Linked DNA regions of Sus scrofa: region 2 is linked to region 1. Evidence: chromatin contacts called from public Hi-C data. All regions are on one chromosome and are shown on one strand. The core of a region is the stretch at or near the end of the contact, and the rest is flanking DNA. Distances in the headings are between cores, read along the strand shown.

Region 1 (3,318 bases), core at 396-2,895:
TATATATATACACACACACACACACACATACATATATACATATATATATATATATATCAGGGGGAGAAACAAGTAAAAAAGTCCTATTAGATTATCAGGGGGATAAATAATTTTAAAAAATGTCCTAGATTATCACCTGTGTATTAACAGCAACAACAAAATTATACAAATAGCTAGGAAAAGACTGAGACATCACGTATCCCAGAGTCTCTGTCCCTTTGGTTCTAAATGGGGCTAACTGGTCTCAGAGTTATGGAGATAATCTTTCTTGAAGTACCTGCCTCTCTCCGACCTAACAGGGGACACCTTCTTGCAGGTGACACCACTGCAGCTTACGGGTGTGGATGTCCATGTTTCCATACCCTGTAGAGTTCTGGGAAAACGTTCTTTAAGTATCACTGAATAAGTGTTAAATTAATAGAATCAGGAGCTATACAAAACATTCAGAATAATCTGTTCAGGGATATTTTACCTAAGACTTAGGATTTCACTGTTTTGGAATCCAGAATGTTGACAATTGTCTTCCTATAAAAAAAGAAACGCCAAACCTTTCTTTCTGATTGAAAAAAGAAAAATCAGAGAAAGAGCTACTATCCCGTCACATGTAAAGACAAGTACTCCAACTTCTTAAAGTGAATTTTCCTGGCCTGGAATACCAAAGAGCATGCTTATTTCTTAAGATGACAAGGAACGTTTTACTTTCCCTGGAAAGAAATATTTTAAAATTAGTTCCTAGTATGGTATTTCTGGATTTGAATTCTTATCTGAGACAGCATCTCCATGAGCTGTGTTGTTTGATTCTGCTCAGCCTTCCCAGACAAGGAAAGAAGGCTGGAAAGGGAGCGAAGGGAGAAACCAGGTAGAGAAAAGAAAGAAACAGGAGAAAGGAGAGCGAGGAGAGAGAGATTTGAGGACTGACTAGCTTTACTCCCCATGCTGGTCTGGTTTTTGCTTTATTGGAATTATTTCACCATCCTTAATTGTCATCAGTGTAAACACTTAATCTGCTGTTAAAAGAAACCATTCTTGCTGATGGAAGTAATAAATGACAGAGCCCTAGGAATGGAATCCTGAGGTCTGCATAAATCAGCATTTGTCATCTTTTCAAATGCTAAAAAATTTTTGTGGTTCCCGCATTTCCAGGAAAGGCTCAGTTGGGTTTCCATAATAATCACTTCATAGGCTCTAACTTTTCCCTTTGAATTGTCAGAAGGTTAAATCTACCCTAAATTAGAATTCTTTCAGGGTGTGTGGGTGTGCATGAGTGCATGCATGAACATATGTTTTATTTGTTTAGGCATATATCAATATACACTTACATGTATACACGCATGTGTCTATGTAAAGAAAAATGTACATATATATGTATGTATGTATGTGTGTGTGTGTATGTATATCTATATATATATACACACATATATAGTCCTCTTAAAGTTCTCTAATTTCAGCAATCTTCATTCTGAAGCTTCCAGAGCTGAAAGAGCTCAGGCAGGACCGAATCCTATTAACTCCGATGGGCAATGAGTCAAGCAGGGAGCATGCAGGTTATGCTGAGTTGGCTCACTTGGGCCTCTTCTCCCCTTTATGTTAGCACCAGCCTTACTTCTTTGGTGGATGACTGACCTCCTTGGACTGTATGATTCAGCCCTTTGCAGGTGTGACTGCACATTTCAAAGGGTGTCAGATTCTTCAGGGGGTGGTGATGACACCTCAGGAACCTAGTCATTATTTAGACAGGAGCCTGAAGACTGGAGCAGCCCAGGAATGCTCTGGAAAACAGCCATGGCCATAAGCACAGGCCCACAGATCAGGACGAGGCTTAAAGGAAAAGAGGCTGAGGCATAAGAAGCAAGGAACATTGGATCAAAAAACACAGTCTAACTAGTTTGCCTTAACACTGTTATCTGGCTTGATTTTCATGGATCTTTATTTGCACGGAGGGTTAGTTGATGGTAATATTAAACAAATCTGCTATATACCCATATTTTCCCCCCAGTGGGAATGAGAAGTAACAAACAGGAGGGCACTGAAAATGCAGTAAGGCCAAGGCCGGTTTGGGGAAGAGATTGATGTCTCGGGGGATGGGAGGACTATTTTGGAGAGCAAACATACTGCCCATCCTGAAAGCCAGCCTGAGACTCCAGAAAAGAGAAGTTCAGAGTCCACTGGTGACTATGAGCCCTTCACAGACACAGCCTTTAGGGAGAAGAAACATTCCAAGTGGCAACTCACTTGTCCTGGCTTGGCTCCCTCCTTTGTCTCGCTGGAGAGTGAGCCAGGGAAATGAAGTCAATGGTGGAAGAAAAGGAAAGGAGAAAAACCATTCCTAAGACTCAAAATCAGGCAAAATGACTCCCTACATCCAGTTTTCTTTGAATAAGTTGTGCGGGGGAAACAGGTACCACTGAGTGGGATCTGAAGTTTTACAAATGTGCACTTCTAATACTGCCATCACTTGAGATAAAGAGAAGAATAGATCGCCAAGGACCCATTTCAAGATATGTGCTTAATTTTCCTTTCTTCCCTTTAAAAGCCAATATTGGCACCCTTCCCTAAAGGGTTTTCTTTCGGAGAGTCAAGTGTCTCATTTATAAAATAAACAGTATTAACCACTGTTTTTTAGACAGAGACAGACTAACTGAACTTTTTATTTAAAGCTCAAAATCAAAATCATTAAAATTATGGGCCCCCCCCAAAAAAAGGCCCAACTTACAATATGCCTACAAAGACCTTCAAATACTTTAAGGACTATCACTTCCACACCCAAGTCTGAATTTCCACTTTTAAAAATCTAAGTAACGTTAGCACAATAGAGAAAACTTACTGTATTAATCTCTTATTGGAATTTGGGTCCAGATAACCTCATTTTAGAATGTCAAGCACCATACTTAAATTTGGAAGGAGAACGAGTTTCAACAACCCTTTGCATCTTAGAAATACAATGGAATACTACTTAGTCATAAAAAGAACAAAATAATGCCATTTGCAGCAACATGGATGGAACTAGAGACTCTCATACTGAGTGAAGTAAGTCAGAAAGAGAAAGACAAATACCATATGATACCCCTTATATCTGGAATCTAATATATGGCACAAATGATCCTCTCCATAGAAAAGAAAATCATGGACTTAGAGAATAGACTTGTGTTTGCCAAGGGGGAGGGGGAGGGGTGGATGGGGTTGCTTGGGGTTCATAGATACAGACTATTGCATTTGGAATGGATGAGCAATGAGATCATGCTGTGTAGCACTGGTATCTATGTCTAGTCACTTATGATGGAGCCTGATAATGTGAGAAAAAAGAATGTATACATGTAT
Region 2 (3,318 bases), core at 247-2,746, 320 kb before region 1:
CCTGGAACATTTTCCTGCCCCCCCCCTTTATAATCAGCAGTTCGGCTAATGGAAACGTGCCGAGCCGAGACTTAGCTAGCGAGCAGATCCTCTCCTCTCCTTTATTTTTTTACCACGGGGGCACCTCTACATACTAACGACTTCAGGTTTTGCTCGCCATTTCGTTTCATCCCCCTCGCTCGGTTTCGGAGAGTGAGGGCGTGAAGTGGCTGCATCTAGAAAGGATAGAAAAACAAAGCTCCCTCTTGGCTGTTTTTTATGGGGGGGGGGTTAATACTGAAAAATTGCTAGACGCCGTAGTTGGTGTTTAAAGAAAAGTTAAATAAGTCAAAGAGATTGAAGGAAGGAACACGGAGAATGAGGAAAACGAATAAAAGCCTTCGGAGGAGCAGACAGGGGTGGGACGCAGCCTCTCCTGTTAAAGGTCCACCTTCATTCCCTTCGCTCGCGGACCCCGCGGACGGCCCTCCGCACCCGCACCCGCACCCGGAGGGGCTTTGCAACCAGAAAAGAGAAACCTCCCCGAAACTTGGGTGCGAGTTCTTTGCCCAGCGGCCGCGATCCCAGCCCAGCTCTCCTTTCGCTTCCCTGGGCACCGCGCGTGCGGGCCAGGATCCCGACCTCTGCGCGGGGAAGCGCTACCCCCGGCACCGGTAGCGAGCGCAGCGCCCAGAGCTCTAGCCCGAGCGGGTGCCAGGCCCCGGCCGGAGGCAGGCGCAGCCCCTCGGGGCGGCTCCGGTCCCCGGGCACGACCGCGTAGCTCCGGCCGCTCGCGCCGCCGCTCCCCGCCGGAGCCCGGCGGGCCAGGGGAGGAAAGTACAAAGGCGGGCGACCGGGCCGCGGAGGGAGGGCGGGCGGCGGGAGGGAGGAGGGGTGGCGGCGGGGGGTTCGGGCGCGCCAGACGCGAGGAGCTCGCCCCTGCCACCCCTGCCCGCCGGCCCGGCCGCCGCAACAAAAGACCCCCGGCCCGCCGCTCCCTCCCGACCACCGGCGGCAAGCGAGGGAGCCGCGCCCCCGGGGCTGCATTACCTGGTCGTAAAGGGTTAAGCAGTCCTGTCAGCCCCAAGTTCATGGTTTGGTTCCAGAGCAAGGCTCACGATGGGGGATCGTCAGAGACCAGGGGGAAAGCCAGCCAAACACACGAAGAGAAAACGCCCAACTCCGACCGGGCTCCGTCCGCGCGAGTCTCTCCTTTCCAGGTGAAAGTCTGAAAGCGGAGGCACGCCAACCAAATCCGTACGGGCGGCAGCTCCGGGGCGGCCGAGCGCCAGCGCCTGCACACATCCAGCGCGGCCGAGGCCAAGCGGGCGGCGGCGACGGGCGGGCGGCCGGGAGGGAGCGCCCAGCCGGCGCTCGCCCGCTGCCTCCGGGCGGCTCCGGCGGCGCGCGGGGCCGCGGGGCACGGCGGGGACCGGAGGGGCGTCCCGGGCGGGCCGGCGAGCGGGCGAGGCGGAGAGGAGCGGCCCGAGCCGCGGCCGCGGCGCGCGGAGCTAAGAGCGAGGCGGCGGCGGCGACAGGACAAAGGAGACCATGTGCGGAGGGGAGGAGGGAGAGGGAGGAGGAGGAGGAGGGCGCGCGGCGGCGGCGGCGGCGGCGGCGGCGGCTTCTCCCCGGCGGCCGCCTCGGGCTCCCCGACTGCCGCTCCCGCCTCTCCAGCAGCACCGCGGGCCGACCAGTCCCGGTCCCGGTCCCGCCGCCACCGCCGCGGCGCTGGAGGAGACGCTCTGGGAGTCTTTATTCGGAGCCGATCTCACTGGCGCGCGGCGCGGGCGGCGCTGCAGCGGCCGGGGCGCCGGGCGGGCTACGCGGGGCCGGCGGCGCCTCCCGGCCGGAGCTCGCGGGCGGACGGGCAGCGCCTAGGGCTGGCTCGGCTCCGGCCCGCGCTCCGCTCGCGGGCGCCTGCCTCTCCCGCCGGCTCGCCGCTCAAGTAAACTCCATCGGCCGCCGGCGCCGCGGGTTCCCTGGCTGGACGGGTGGCGGGAGGGGGCGGCGGCGGCACAGGGGCCCCTCGCTCCGGACTTCGCTCCCCGACTGCGCCGAGCGCGCCTCCTCCAGACGCTCGCAGCTCTCGGAGCGGGACTTCCTCGGCGCGCCGAGCCCGAGCCGCCGGTGCCGCCGCCCCTCCTCCGTCCCGCCCCGCGCGCCCCGCCCCTCGCCGCCCCTCCTCTCGGCCCCGGCGCCGGGTCGGCCCCGCGGGGGCGCAGTCCCCGGGCTCGGCCTCGACAGCTGTCGCTTCCCCCTCCCACCCCCGCGGCTCGGGCCCGAGGTCCCCACGGCCGCCTTCCCGGCGGGCGGGCGCGGCGGGCACTGCCGTGTCCTCCCCGCAGCTGCGGCTTCCACGACTGCGCCGCGGCAGGGAAAGGCCACTAGGCCCACAGGCTGGGGCTGTATTGCCACTAGGCCAGTCACATCTGCAGAGAGCCAGCTCTCAGGGTAGTTGTGATGAGAAATGAGAAAGTAAGTTATGGAAACCACCTGGCACATAGTAGGTGTTCAATAAGTACATTGTTGAAAATGGAGGCGGGGGGGGGGTGCGCAGCCAGAGTCTAGTATTCGAAGAAAGTACTTAATCCAACCTTATCCCCGCCTGGTCAAAGGCTGAACACAGCGGCTCAAGGATACCAGCGCATGAAGTGGCCGTTACAAGTGCCCCTCCCCTTAGTCCTCAAATCCACTGTCATTTATACACCTTCCATCCACAAATGTGGCGCTGGTTGTGACCGCCAGATGCAGGGAAAGGATTAAAGCAAAGCCACAGCCTCACTGAATGCACAATTACTATCATCCTAACATTTACCGTCATGTGTTCTCTAGCGCCCTGTGTAGCGCCTGCCCGAAAGGGGTGGCGGGGAGGGCGGAGGTGCTCAATGACCACAAACTTGGCCCCTAGTGGATGCCCCTGAGCAACACACGGGCAACCAGAGCGCCAAAGCTCCCTTCTGTCCAGTCTGGTGGGCCCCTGGCCAGAATTCTGGCCTCCTTACGCTACTACCCCAACCACAGAGGCCCTGCAAGAGTACCAGGCCATACCTGGGGGCAAGGAGACACCCCCCCCCCCGCAAACATCTGGAGTTTTCATTCCCCATCTGCAGCTTGGCAGGGTCCCTCCTTGGTGCATAGGAAAGGTTGCTGAGGTTTTCTCAGCACAGGGCAAACAGGCCAGCAGAGACCTAGGTTGCAACTGGGAGGGTTCTAGGGTAGAGCCAGTGGGTGAGAGCTCCTGATTTCCCTTCAGTGCCACGGTCACCTGGAGTGCTACTGGGAAAGAGGAAAAAGGGACAGGGCTGGGAGAGATGTACATCACATACAAATGACATG

The links. A called contact is a pair of places that touch in the nucleus more often than the background predicts.
Region 2: a contact with region 1 is called in a Hi-C map of embryonic fibroblasts, with 3 times the contacts expected there. The contact joins two enhancer-like sites. A contact is called at or near these places in 3 of 47 Hi-C or Micro-C datasets (embryonic fibroblasts and fibroblasts).

Annotation. Positions count from the first base shown.
Region 1 is chr3:14,379,723-14,383,040 of Sscrofa11.1, reverse strand. All of the region lies in intron 4 of AUTS2 (AUTS2, activator of transcription and developmental regulator), which reads right to left. Among named protein-coding and RNA genes, the nearest start is that of GALNT17, 640 kb to the left of the region's middle. Within about 2 kb of position 1,645, at least 9 of the 83 cell types and tissues checked have an H3K27ac peak or open chromatin away from gene starts, as enhancers often do. A contact at or near this core is called in embryonic fibroblasts, where this site is marked.
Region 2 is chr3:14,699,874-14,703,191 of Sscrofa11.1, reverse strand. The region is part of intron 5 of AUTS2 (AUTS2, activator of transcription and developmental regulator); the gene reads right to left. Among named protein-coding and RNA genes, the nearest start is that of GALNT17, 320 kb to the left of the region's middle. Within about 2 kb of position 1,496, at least 47 of the 83 cell types and tissues checked have an H3K27ac peak or open chromatin away from gene starts, as enhancers often do. A contact at or near this core is called in embryonic fibroblasts, where this site is marked.